Regions from separate parts of the Pan troglodytes genome. Here all the other regions are linked to region 2. Evidence: chromatin contacts called from public Hi-C and HiChIP or PLAC-seq data. All regions are on one chromosome and are shown on one strand. The core of a region is the stretch at or near the end of the contact, and the rest is flanking DNA. Distances in the headings are between cores, read along the strand shown. Region 1 overlaps SCAP (SREBF chaperone). Region 2 holds the start of SMARCC1 (SWI/SNF related, matrix associated, actin dependent regulator of chromatin subfamily c member 1). Region 3 holds the start of ELP6 (elongator acetyltransferase complex subunit 6).

Region 1 (4,285 bases), core at 1,747-4,246, 360 kb after region 2:
GCTGAGTGCTGTGTAGATGCAGGTCTTGTTGGGTGAGGTGGACAAGGGAGGGTTTCTGCCCAGCACCTGTGGGAGTCACTCAGCAGCCCCCATGACAGGCTGGAAACCCCACAGCCTTCCCGAGGGCCCCAGTCTGTTGGGAACCACCACAACACTGTCCTCACCTTCTCCTTCTCTGTCCCCAGCGAGATTTTCCCCTACCTTGTGGTGGTTATTGGGTTAGAGAATGTGTTGGTGCTCACCAAGTCTGTGGTCTCAACCCCGGTAGACCTGGAGGTGAAGCTGCGGATCGCCCAAGGTAACGCAGTGGGAGAGTTGGGCAGAGGGCTGCAGGAGGGGCTGGAATGGGGCCTGTTCCTCTTGCTGTTAACGCTCTGTGAGCAAACAGAGCCCTTGAAATGTCCCTTGCTCTTGCCTCCGGCATAATATGCAGTGGGCCACTGGGCCCTGGCAGCTCTTGAGTGTGTGCCCTGGGGAGCCATGGGGCCATTGGACTGTACTTCGTCCTGGTTCATGTGTCAGTAAGAAAGTAAACCAGGCTGGGTGCCATGGCTCACACCTGTAATCCCAGCACTTTGGGAGGCTGAGGCAGGTGGATCACTTGAGCCCAGGAGTTCAAGACCAGCCTGGGCAACATGGTGAAACCCCATGTCTACAAAAGATAGAAAAATTAGCAGGGCATATTGGCATGCACCTGTGGTCCCACCTACTCAAGAGGCTGAGGCGGGAGGATTGCTTGAGCCTGGGAGGTCAAAGCTGCAGTGAGCCGTGATCACACCACTGCACTTCAGTGTGGGTGGGGCTTGTGTTTGGTGGTGGCTTTCTGTCTGGGGAGTTTAGCGCCTAGTATTTTCTCTTACTGCCTCACTCCAGCACACTAGGCCCAAGCCCCGGGGGCTGGCCATTTCAGAGACGCTGCCTTCACGGCTGCAGAAAAGCTCTCTCTGGCCCTGCTGGTAGAAGCTGGGGATCTGGGGTTCTACGGAAAATGAGAAAAGGGAGAGCCTGGCCTTGGAGGCCTGGTCACTTGAGCCTCTTCTTTGTCGTCACCCATGTCTGTGAGGAATGGGGCTGTAGGCAGCCGTCCATTCATCCAGACCTCTGTGAGCCTCTGTGATAAGCCAGGCCCTGTGCTGGATATGGAGTTAGGAAGAGATGGGGCGAAATTGTCCTTACCCAGTAAGAGCACAGAGCCTTAGACATGCGACAGTGTGATAGCGTGGGATCAGGGCTCACCACAGGAAGGGGCTTGAGGAGGAACGCAGCCAGGTCCTCTACCCGCCGAGTGCTTCTGCCATGTGGTTGATGGGCACACTGTCATGCTGGCCCGTGCAGACCAGACAAGAACCACATGCGGAGGTTGGATGTGGTTGTTGTGGGTGGCACTTGGCTTTCCTTGTGGATTTTCTCATCTCCACACTCTGCTTCTTCCCTCTTTTGATGATTATAGCTCTCCTCTGCACCCTCCAGGCTGTGAACACCCGTTCCCCGTAGCAGCTGTGTGGTGGTGATGGCCCCTTAAAGTCTGGGCATTAGCAGGACCCTGAGGGTTGGGGTGCTTTGGTGGAATGGCTCCTTCAAAGGGCTGGGGGGCCTCGCCATGCCTCTGCCACTCCGAGGCCCATGAGGTTGTGTGAGTCATGTCGCAGAGTGGCCACGTGTTGCCCTGTGCCCTGTTGCTGCCCTCTGCAGGCCTAAGCAGCGAGAGCTGGTCCATCATGAAGAACATGGCCACGGAGCTGGGCATCATCCTCATCGGCTACTTCACCCTAGTGCCCGCCATCCAGGTAAGGCCCCAAGGCCTGCCACCTGGATGAGCATGGAAGCAACTGCTGTGCTCCCCAGCTGTGCAGCCATGGGCAGGGTGCTCCCCTCTTCAGCACAGGCATCCTTGCTTCTGAGGTGGGACCTCTTTGCCTGGCAAGCAGATCACTACAGCACACAGATGGCCCCTGGCATGCCTGGCACAGAAGTGCTCAGCAAACCCTGGCTGGGTTCCCAGATTGAGCACCTAGCCAGGCAGACTCTGCCCTTGACCCTGTCTTCCTACCCCTCCCTGCCTGCTTCCCCTTCAGCCAAGTGGCAGGAGGAGGCTGCAAGGGCATGGCAGGAGCTGGGGACTGGCTGTGCAGTTCATCACACCTGTTTCCCATTTTTGAGGGAGAAGCACCGTGGGGTTCCTAGACCCTTCCTCCGGTCTCCTCCCTTGGCCCTGGCCTGTGCCGCAGTCGCCAGACGCATGGCCTTGCCTGGCCTGACCAGTGGGAGGGCCACCACCCATTGCCCAGAGTGACCCTGCTCTTGGCAAAGTGCCCTCACTCAGCTGTGGGCTGTGAGCAGAGGTGGAGGTGGCCCTGCACTGAGCTGGAACCCCAGACTGATGCCAGCGATTCCAGAAGGAGTTGCAGGAAGGGGAGGATGCCATCTTTTCTCCCCCGTCTTTCCCCCAGGGCTGGCAGGCCAGCTGAGGGATGGGGGTGAGCAGAGAACAGATGGGCTGTGGGCTGCTTCTCCTGGAAAAACAGTAGTATCTGCAGGATAGGGTACAGTCTTGGGACATTAGAGCTGAGACAACCACTGTGCCACTATCTGCACTCCATGGTCTTACCCCAGATCGGAGTAGCACTGTGGTGATGTGCTAGAGGTCTCAACACCGACATCTCAGAAAATTTTGTCTGCTGACAGCTTGGGGAGCAGAGAGCTCACCCTTTTTCAGTTTTAGAGAATCCCTCTCTCTCTCTCTTCATTGTTCCGGGGCAGTTGCTGGCTGGGAACCTTTCTGAGAGCCCCTGAATCAGGCCTGGGCTCTAGCTGGGTTGGTGATGCATGAGCAGGGCGGGGGCTCAGTGGGGAAGGACTTTTTGGGGAGCAGGCTGGTGGGGCTTAGAGGTTTCCGGGTTGGATCAGACCTTCAGTCCTCTCTAGAGGGACCGGAAGATTCAGGGAAGGTACTTCCCCTTCCCTTTCAGCCCTTTCTGAAGAAAGTGTGAGGGTTTCTGCTGCCCCCTGGTGGAGACGGGGTGAGCTGCTGCTGGTATGTGAACTGAGGACCAACCAGCATCTCTCATCTCTGCTGTGCCCTGCCTGCTGCTGCCCTGCCGGTTATGAGGTGGCTGCAGTCCGGGCACTGCTCCTCTTGGGCTGGGACAGTGAGGTCACGGCACCCCCCCACCCCCATGTGCTCTGATTCCAGGAGTTCTGTCTCTTTGCCGTCGTGGGGCTGGTGTCTGACTTCTTCCTTCAGATGCTGTTTTTCACCACTGTCCTGTCCATTGACATTCGCCGGATGGAGGTAGGAGTGGGCTGAGCCCTGCCCTGCCCGCCTCCTCAGCCCTGGCTGTACTGAGGGAGTCCTGGGTGAGAAGGGTGTAGACCTTGGGCAGGACAGCGGTCCTGTGCGGGCAGCCTCTGGACGGTGGACTCAGGCCCTGACCACTGTGCCCCCAACAGCTAGCAGACCTGAACAAGCGACTGCCCCCTGAGGCCTGCCTGCCCTCAGCCAAGCCAGTGGGGCAGCCAACGCGCTACGAGCGGCAGCTGGCTGTGCGGCCGTCCACACCCCACACCATCACGTTGCAGCCGTCTTCCTTCCGAAACCTGCGGCTCCCCAAGAGGCTGCGTGTTGTCTACTTCCTGGCCCGCACCCGCCTGGCACAGCGCCTCATCATGGTACCTGCCACCCCTGCCCTGCCCTGCCCTCTTCTGGAGGGCCGGTGCTCCAGGCCCCTTGTGGTGCTGCACTTGGCCTTAGAGTGGCAAGGGGTATTCCTCAGGCCCTGGTGGCCCCTGGAAGCCTGGCTCTGGGGAGTTGCCCGTTGTGTCCTCCCTGCCCAGACCCTAGTGGCTTCTGAGGAGATAAGCCTGTGGGAGAAGCAGCTCCAGGGTTCTCAGGTACAGGAGCCATCCTCTCCCCAGAGTGGCCCAGGACAGGAGCCTGTTAGTTGAGTGCTCTGGGATGGACCCACTTGTGGCCACCACATTGCCCTGGGTCGGGTTCATCGGCCGCTGCATGGTGTGCAGACACTGGAAAGTGCTGGGCAAAATCATTCACCAGCCGGGCTGGGCTGGCCTTGGGGCAGCAGTGCCTCTTCCAGGGAGCTGAACTGAGATGGGAGGAAGGCTGAGGCCCCCTGGGACTCGGACCTCTGGGGGACTCTAAGCAGGTCAGGTAGCTGGCCCTCTGACCGTAGGAATGGTAGCAGCTTTCTGGCTCCAGCTGAGGTGGAGCTTAGGGGTGGGGACATTCTGTGTCAAACCTCAGGGTGCTTCAGTGTATTTCCAGGCC
Region 2 (4,648 bases), core at 1,006-3,505:
AAGACTTTATCTCAAAAAACCCCCAAAAAGCAAAAAAACAAAATACCTCCATAGAAAATAGTGATTAATTACACAGGCAAAAAGAATAACTTCGCAGTAGAGAAACCTGGATGATACTCTGTCATCAATGTAACAGGAGAAATGAAATTATGCATCACCTGATAGAATGCAATGCAAAGAACACAAAGAAAAAACATCAGACCAACTTAAATTGAGGGTCATTCTACAAAATAAATGCCTTGTAATCTTCATAGGTATCAATGTTGTTAAGGTTTAAGGACTAAGGAACTGTTCCATATTGAAGGAGATGAAACTTTATTAAATGCAAAGTGTGATTTTGAACTGGAAACTTTTGCTATAAAGGACTTCATGGTGCAATAGGAAAAACCTGAACGGGGTCTGGGGATGGCATCAGTGTTAATTTCCTGGTATAAATGATTGTATTGTGATTATGTAAGAGAATATATAGACTATACTTGTTTGTAGAAAATACACATTAAACTTTTTGATAGTGATGGGTATTATGTCAGCAACTTACTCTTAGATGATTCAGGAAAAGTTCTTTGTATTATATTTGCAACTTTTCTGTTAAATCTGAGAAAGTTTCAAATTAAAAACTTTTTTTTTCAGACGAGTTTGGCTCTGTCGCCTAGGCTGGAGTGCAGTGGCGTGATCTCAGCTCACTGCAATCTCCACCTCCTCCTGGGTTCAAGCAATTCTCCTGCCTCAGCCTCCCGAGTAGCTGGGATTACAGGCATGCACCACCACACCTGGCCAATTTTTGTAGTTTTAGTAGAGACGGGGTTTCACCATGTTGGCCAGGGTGGTCTGGAACTCCTGACCTCGTGATCAGTCTGCCTTGGCCTCCCAAAGTGTTGGGATTACAGGCGTGAGCTATCTCACCTGGCCCTCCTGATCACATTCTATTAACTTTTTTTAAAATATATTTTACTGTCCGTGACACAGCCCTCAGGAGATCCTGAAAACATGTACACACCCTCATTTTTAAAAGATCTCAGAAACTTACCAGCAGTTAGTCACGTTCTCACAAGCAATTAGTTACTTGCTTCTCTGCGATCATATTGTATTATGTTCACAACTCCATTATGGCCAGTCATACTTTTTATGTTTCTGAAACAGGGTTTCGCTCTGTCGCCCAGGCTGAAGTGTAGTGAGTGGCGCGATTATAGCTCACTGCAGCCTCCATCTCCCCAGCTCAAGGGATCCTCCCACCTCAGCCCTCCAAGAGGCTAGGACCACAGGCTTGCAACACAACGCTGGCTGATTTTTGTATTTTTTGTAGAGACGGGGACGGGTGTGGTGGTCTAGAGCTCCTGGGCTCAATTGATCCTCCCGCCTCAGCCTCCCAAAGTGCTCCGCGCCCGGCCAATCATACCTTGTTAATAATTTAAAAATTTTCGGCTTCTATGTGGGCCATTCATTAACTCATCAAGTATTTACTGTACATCTGTTCCTTGTCTCAGGTGTTCAGGATACACCTGTGAACAAGTTAAGATTAGGTTCTCATGTAATTTATGTGGAAGGTAAATGAGAAACTAGAAACGCCGGGTCGTGGTGAGCGCTATGCAGAAAGCGTATGGGTGTGAACAGTTGTTCAAGATTGTTAAGATCTGACAACTACTTTCTGAAGTCCTTTGAAGCAGTGAATCTGAATGCGTCTCGTAAGTGCAAATCAGAAGGGAAGACCTGCTGAGGTCTCGGAAGAGCCAGTGCAAGGGCCCCTGGGGCAGGAATGAGCCGCTGTGGCTGGACCCCTGAGGGAGTGGAAGGTCTGTGAAGCCGAAAAGCCTAGGCGTGGGAGTCCCAGATGGCTGTTCACAAATGCCGCCGGGCCGCTGGGGGTGGAGGGTCTGAGGGAAAGCGGGGCCCGGCGCAGTCCCAGTCCGGGTGCAGGGCCCTCGGCCAGCACTCGATACCCTAGACAGGCTTTCCCTTCGGCACTTCTCGCACCAGGCCTTTTCCCTCCAGCGGAGGCAGGCTATGACACATAACCCACCTGCGGTTGTTGACCGCATAATGATTCGACGTCGGTAGCAAGGGAAGAGCAAGGCTCAAAAACCGGCGCTCATTAGGGCAGAATGCAGCCTACGGAGGATGGCGGAAGAGGCTGCTGAGGCCGCAGGACGTGCTATTCCAAGGCACGCCCGCACGAGTGCTGCGCATGCGCGTGCGCTGGCTCGCGTCAGATACAGTGCCAGTTCCCAGATGGGGCGGGGCCGGGCGTCCGCGCCGGAAGAGGGTTGGCTGGGCGGGGCCGGGAAGCGGCAGTGGCGGCTACGCGCGCGGGGGTGCGCGCGGGAACGACCGGGAAACACCGCGAGGGCCGGGGTGGGCCAGGCTGTGGGGACGACGGGCTGCGACGATGGCCGCAGCGGCAGGCGGCGGCGGGCCGGGGACAGCGGTAGGCGCCACGGGCTCGGGGATTGCGGCGGCAGCCGCAGGCCTAGCTGTTTATCGACGGAAGGATGGGGGCCCGGCCACCAAGTTTTGGGAGAGCCCGGAGACGGTGTCCCAGCTGGATTCGGTGCGGGTCTGGCTGGGCAAGCACTACAAGAAGGTGGGTTCGCGCGCCCGTGGGGGCCGGGAGACCACGCGACCGGGGCCGGAGGCGGCAGCTGGCCTCGCGGGCCTCTGGCCGCCCCTCCCCCCCCGCACGCCACGAGGGACAACAAAGGCAGGCGCCGGGCCCGCCACGCCCCCGCCGCCCGCTCTGGGCGCCCGCGATCCCGGGGCCTGACTGGGGTTCGGGGCTCTCTCCTCTGAGCCCACGCACCCCTGGTGAAAGCCCCTGCTCATTCTCGTGTGCCAGAGCAGGTCGAGCTCAGCCACTAAGCGAGTGTGACTCTCTTTTGTCAGCTGCCTTAGGTGTGTGAACAATGATCCCTAAAGACCGAGCAAGCGTGGTAAAAGCAGCTTCAAGTTTTGTTTAGAGCGTATTCAAAGTCTGGAGGGGGTTTGCTACCTGTTGTTTAATTGCTAAACGACTGGGATGATTGTATTCGTTAATTAATAACAGGCAATATGAATTCTAGGATGGATGAGAACTATTAACGACGGTTCTACCTCATTGTGCTTCTGGTTCTGTGTGGCGTGAGAGTTAATGTTCGCTTGTACGTAAAGTGTTCTAAAGGGAGGCCTTCCCCAAGAACCCAGTTTTTATTAGAGCACTTTTCTTGTGTCACCTTTATTTTCTTCGTAGTGTTTACCACATTTTGAAATTATTCATTTACTTATTTCTCCTACCTTTGGAACGGAAGTTCCGCCGAGTCAGTAGTTTTCAAAGTTTTGACTTAATCCCTTGTTTATAACAAATGTTTTTTTTTTTTTTCCAACTTCCCTTTTGTGTAAATATTCAGGAGGACTCCCTTAAAGGGTGTAATGAAGCAGGTAGCCGAAAAGGCTCCCCAGCCTCTGAAGTTTTCCTATCACCCTCTTTAGTTCTGTACTTTCTCCTATTGAGAATCGTAGCACTGAAGCAAGGGCTTTGTTCACTGCAGTGTATCCGGGAACGTGGCTGATACTTAGTGCCTTACCCTTAGTAGCTGCTTAGTAAATATTTGTTGAATGAATGAAAATATAAACTAGTTTAGGAACCTATTTTTTTGGCCTCTACAGCTCAGTGAAGCCTGTCAGTGTTTGGCAGTTATTAGGCATGGGCAGGGATCTTGGGTTCCTTTGGCATTACACGTGGTACATTCAGAAATGACCATTTCTGGCCGGGCGCGGCTTGGGAGGCCGGGCGGGTGGATCACCTGAGGTGAGGAGTTCGAGACTAGCCTGACCAACATGGTGAAACCCCGTCTTTCCAAAAAATACAAAATTAGTCGGGTGTGGCAGCACATGCCTGTAATCCCAGCTACTCGGGAGGCTGAGGCAGGAGAATCTCTTGAACCCAGGAGGCAGAAGCTGCAGTGAGCCGAGATTGCACCATTGCACTCCAGCCTGCATTGCACTCCAGCCTAGGTAATAAAGTAAGACTGTCTCCAAAAAAAAAAAAAAAAAAAAAAAAACCAAAGACCCAGAAATGATCATTTCTTTCTTTCTTGTTTTTGAAGGTCAGCTAGAAAAATTACATTTCTTATCTGAAGTTTGAGGAAGTGAGAGACAGTAATTATATTTTTAGGTGTCTGGACTTTTCCCTCTCTGAAATTACATTTAGACTGTAGATTTTTAGTAATATTGCCCTTTCTTACACAGTGATAAATTGGTCACTTTTTAAATGTAAGTAATAGAGCTTCCAGAAGTGGCTAATGGAATTGAATATGTTATGAAAATATTGGTTAATTCTTCTTTATTACATTCCTTTTAGCCAATGCTTTGGGTCTTAAATTCAGTGAAGCTTTAACAAAGAAAAATAATCTACAGGCATATTCCTTTGAATATCAAGGAAGAGAGTAGAAAAAGGCAAATTTCAGTAATTTCTACCTCTCTGCACTGTTCACTGTGCATCAGTTTGGGATCAACTACAAGAAGCTTTAGACATGGATAATCCTTCGATATTTGTTTGGGTGGGTAGGGAAGTGGCTACAAAGCAGTTTGAGGAATTGCCCAGCAGTATTGAGACCACTAGGCTAATGTTGATTCACTATCCCTGAGACTTTATAGACAAAGTTACCTTTGACTTCTC
Region 3 (4,398 bases), core at 698-3,197, 270 kb after region 2:
AAAGAACTTGTATCAGGCTAAAGAGATTGGTAAAGAAGTGGTACTCTTATTTGCTGGGAAATGAGATGTTTGGTTGTGGCTTGGACAATGTACATGTTTTGTGTTCAACATGATTATGGAGTGTTCTAGTTTTGTCTTGATCCGTCACAATCAGTCTGATGTTGGTGTTTTGTGAAACTGTTTATGCTCAACAGGAACACCAAGACCTAGCTGTGAGTGTCAGGCCAATTTTTTTTTTCTCTTTCTCACATTTCAATAAGCATGAAACATCTCATTCTTGGCTGAAGGATCTACATCCCTTTGACACAGAGAAGCAGCCTCGATTTCCATCCCAGGTGCAGAGCTTCAGCTAACGATTACATTCCACATCGATCTTAACCTTGCAGTTTCCACAGAAATGACCCTGGGTCCCCTTTGCAGTCCACGCCAGATTAGGACTCCACACACAGCTGTGCTGTGCTTTGAGCATATCAAACACCGGTTCACTTAAATTTCACCTGAATTTGACTCCCAAATCATATAACAATTATTTTAGTGACTGTCAATAAACTTGACTTTGGTGGAATTACAGGTTTGTCCACTGATCTGAGGCTGATTGGGCTAGAACAAAACTATATACGGTATAATAGATATAAATGTTATGGAAAAAAATAAAAGCAAGGAAAAAGAAGTGTTGGGAAAGGGACAGTTTGTGATTTAAGTAAGGTGCTCAGGGAAGGCCTCACGAATAAAGTGACATCTGAGCAGAGACCTGAAGGAAGTGGGGAATTTTAAAATCAGCTTAATATCTGGGAAAAGGGGCATTCCAGGAAGAGGGAAGAGTTAGTATAAAGGCTCTGAGGACAGGCATACAGGGCGTGTTGCAACCACACTTTTTTTTGACGAAGTCTCACACTGCTGCCCAGGCTAGAGTGCAATGGCGTGGTCTCGGCTTACTGCAACCTCTGCCTCCCGGGTTCAAGCGATTCTACTGGCTCAGCCTCCCGAGTGGCTGGGATTACAGGCGCCCCCCACCACGCCAGGCTAATTTTTTGTATTTTTAATAGAGAAGAGGGTTTCACTATATTGGCCAGGCTAGTCTCGAACTCCTGACCTCGTGATCCCTCCGTCTAGGCCTCCCAAAGTGCTGGCATTACAGGTGTGAGCCACCACGCCCAGCTGCAACCACACTTTCTTAGTGAGACCCACCCTGACAACCTCTTTAATTCTGAAACCTACCCCTGCCCCCATTGGTACTCCCTAATCCCACTTTGGTTTTCTCCACACAAGTTTTCAAGATATAATTCCGTGTCGGCCGGGCGTGGTGGCTCATGCCTGTAATCCCAGCACTTTGGGAGGCCGAGGCCGGCGGATCACGAGGTCGGGAGATCAAGACCATCCTGGCTAACACGGTGAAACCCCGTCTCTACTAAAAATACAAAAAATTAGCCGGGCGTGGTGGCGGGCGCCTGTAGTCCCAGCTACACTCGGGAGGCTGAGGCAGGAGAATGGCGTGAACCCAGGAGGCGGAGCCTGTAGTGAGCCGAGATCGCGCCACTGCACTCCAGCCTGGGCGACAGGGCAAGACTCCGTCTCAATTAAATAATAATAATAATAATAATAATAATAAATTCCCTGTCCTTTGTTTTTGTTCATCGATGTAGCCCAAGCTCCCAGGAGTGTGGGGCATACAGAAGGCGCTTGACAGCCACGTGTGGAGAAAAGGAGCCCGGGGCTGGGCAGAGAGCGAGGCCAAGGGAAGGAGAATACTTGGTCGCGTGGAGCCTTGGGGGCCCACTGGGAGGGCTCGGGCGCCACGCAGATCTGCGCGGAATGAGCCGCCAGAGGCCGCTGGCAGTCGCACAGAGAAGCCCATCGTTTCCTACCACCTGGGACTCGACGCACGTCTACGCGCGTGCGCAGCGGTCCCATCGAGGCACCCGCCTCATTGGCTGTGGCAGGCTCGCAAAAGTGGCATTGCGCATGCGCGCTTCCTTGCGCGAGCCGGGCTGTCGGGTGTGTTTTGCTCTCCAGCTTCCGTCGTCTCTGCAGCACTCCGGGTTCTCCTCCAGAGCGCTAGTCCCAGGAGCTCGGAATGTTCGTGGAACTTAATAACCTGCTTAACACCACCCCCGACAGGGCGGAGCAGGTAAGAGGTCCCGCTGGCCGGAAGGGGGCGGGACCTGGCAGGGCAGCGGAATACTGCATCCGGGAGGCGGTGCGCACGACCCCGGGGAATGGCGCGACGACCCGGCACGGGGTACCTGGGAGTTGTAGTCCGCAGAGGATCGACCCGGGGATTGGACTGGAGACTTGGGCCCGCCGAAAGTGGGCTTCTGGGCCATCTCGCATATTCTCAACGGCTGTGCGTGTCCTTAAAAGTCCCTGGGAAGCGGCCGGGCGCGGTGGCTCACCCCTGTAATCCCAGCAGTTTGGGAGGCCGAGACGGGTGCATCATCTAAGGTCAAGAGTTCGAGACAAGTCTGGCCAAGATGGTGAAACCCCCGTCTCTACGAAAAATACAAAAATTAGCCGAGCGTGGTGGCTCATGCCTGTAATCTCAGCTACTCGGGAGGCTGAGACAGGAGAATTGCTTGAACGCGGGAGGCGGAGGTTGCAGTGACCCGAGATCTCGCCACCGCACTCCAGCCTGGGCGACAGAGCGGGACTCCACCTCAAAAAAAAAAAAAAAAAAAAAAAAAAAGTACCTGGGAAGCATGGCCGACAGTGGGGTTGGGTTATATTCGCGGACGTGAACTGTGGCGCGCTGTGCGTGTTCACTGGGGTGGGGGGTCCCAGGCGCTCAGAGGAGACTGCAGAATAGGCCCGAGAGGAGAGGGGAGTTCGTTTCGCCGCCGTCTTCATGGGCGAGCTTCCTAACCGCCACCTCGCCCCGGAGCAATTGGCACATTGTATTGAACGCTGCTGTTCTTCTTACTCTTCCTCCTTGTGATCTCTAATAGAACTGTTAGAAGCAGGACAGAGCGAAATTGGCTTGGACCAAGTCCGTCTTGGGCACCCCAGGCTGACCTGTTCTCTCCACGCTCCTCACACTCCGGGGTACCTTGAAACCTTTCACATTTTAACGTAGGAGTAACCTCTTTCAGGAGTGTATCTTTTGGCTTATTTATTTATTTTTGATGGAGTCTCGCTCCCTCGCCTGGGCTGGAGTGCACTGGCGCGATCTCGGCTCCCTGCAACCTCACCTCCCGGGTTCAAGTGATTCTCCTTATTCAGCCTCCCAAGTAGCTGGGATTACAGGCGTGCGCTACCACACCGGGCTAATTACTCGGCTGATTTTTTTTTGTATTTTTTGTTAGAGACGGGGTTTCACCATGTTGGCCAGGCTGGTCTGGAACTCCTGACCTCAGGTGATCCGCCCACCTCTGCCTCCCAAAGTGCTGGGATTACAGGCGTGAGCCACCACGCCCAGCCTGGTTTATTCATAATCTTTGTCTTCCTAATGAAATGGTAAACTCCTCCAGGCAACCGGGATACTAAGTGTCTAAAGCCTTTTTATGACCCCATAGCGCCAAATGGTAGCTTTCAGTAGATCCTTGTGGATTTTAGTTGCCAGGCAGTTCTTGTCCAGATGACTCTGATTACCTTGCCAGTTACCACTGGCACTTCCAAAGTCAGCCTAGGGCCAGGTGAAAGAATGGAGTAATCAAGTGGGCACCAGGAAATGACAGCACTAGGGGTAACACTGAAGGTCTGACGATGTGATCGTTCACATTTTGTAAGTGAAAAAACCTGAAGCCCAGAGAAGTTAAGGCATTTGTGGAAGGTCACATGGCAAGGAGGTGGCATGCATGATATCACTTGATCCTGACCTTCCCTGTCACTGACAGAAATAGGGGTGAATGGAGCAGGACAGTCAGGCTCTGCAGAGACCACCCTTAGAGGTCTTTCTAGAGCTCTCCATGATCAGGCCTCTGAAGCAGGGCCATTGGGTGAACTTTGTTATCAGACATCTGTATCAGCAACTGCTTCTTCCTCCCTTCTCCCTCACCCTACAGAATAGAATTGGCATCAGAATATAAAGTAGTTGGCAGGGAGGCCTTTTGAAGGCCTCTTCCAGTCCTAGCAATCTGATTTTCACTGGAGTCTGATGGTAAAAGCATCCTTTGTTCAGGATCCAATTCTTCCTAAGACTGGTTCCTGAGTGACTAACATGAGAAGTGAGGAAGAGAAATAAGTTTATTCTCTGTTTGCTTTGAGGAGGTGGAGGCTGAGATATGCTTGCCTATCATGAGTAACAATAAGTGATAACTTTAGTCATGGATTTTCCATAATTTTGACTTATTTTCATCATTTCAGGGTACCTTAGCATGTATATCATTAAAAAAATTAACTCTTCAGGTGTAGAAATTAAGGTGTGGACACAATTGACTAGATTTCTGCACTAAGCTGACCTCT

Evidence for each region. A called contact is a pair of places that touch in the nucleus more often than the background predicts. HiChIP or PLAC-seq counts read pairs in DNA pulled down with a chosen protein or histone mark.
Region 1: a contact with region 2 is called in a Hi-C map of stem cell-derived neural progenitor cells, with 3 times the contacts expected there. The contact joins the enhancer-like site here to the promoter of SMARCC1 in region 2. A contact is called at or near these places in 1 of 7 Hi-C or Micro-C datasets (stem cell-derived neural progenitor cells) and 1 of 1 datasets of contacts at active chromatin or transcription factors (stem cell-derived excitatory neurons).
Region 3: an H3K4me3 HiChIP or PLAC-seq map of stem cell-derived excitatory neurons shows a contact between it and region 2, with 6 times the contacts expected there. The contact joins the promoter of ELP6 here to the promoter of SMARCC1 in region 2. A contact is called at or near these places in 1 of 7 Hi-C or Micro-C datasets (stem cell-derived neural progenitor cells) and 1 of 1 datasets of contacts at active chromatin or transcription factors (stem cell-derived excitatory neurons).

What each region holds. Positions count from the first base shown.
Region 1 is chr2:51,429,027-51,433,311 of NHGRI_mPanTro3-v2.0_pri, reverse strand. It overlaps SCAP (SREBF chaperone), which reads left to right. Exons shown (of 22, transcript XR_010155184.1): 9 at 186-298; 10 at 1,693-1,787; 11 at 3,194-3,292; 12 at 3,451-3,669. Among named protein-coding and RNA genes, the nearest start is that of PTPN23, 42 kb to the right of the region's middle. Within about 2 kb of position 2,996, at least 12 of the 24 cell types and tissues checked have an H3K27ac peak or open chromatin away from gene starts, as enhancers often do. A contact at or near this core is called in stem cell-derived neural progenitor cells, where this site is marked.
Region 2 is chr2:51,790,863-51,795,510 of NHGRI_mPanTro3-v2.0_pri, reverse strand. It overlaps SMARCC1 (SWI/SNF related, matrix associated, actin dependent regulator of chromatin subfamily c member 1), which reads left to right and starts at 2,255. Exons shown (of 28, transcript XM_001154676.8): 1 at 2,255-2,578. The coding sequence starts at 2,384. LOC107970633 (a long non-coding RNA gene) reads right to left here and starts at 2,137. Exons shown (of 3, transcript XR_001713317.4): 1 at 2,018-2,137; 2 at 1,397-1,499.
Region 3 is chr2:51,523,480-51,527,877 of NHGRI_mPanTro3-v2.0_pri, reverse strand. It overlaps ELP6 (elongator acetyltransferase complex subunit 6), which reads left to right and starts at 1,947. Exons shown (of 7, transcript XM_063805680.1): 1 at 1,947-2,128. The coding sequence starts at 2,075.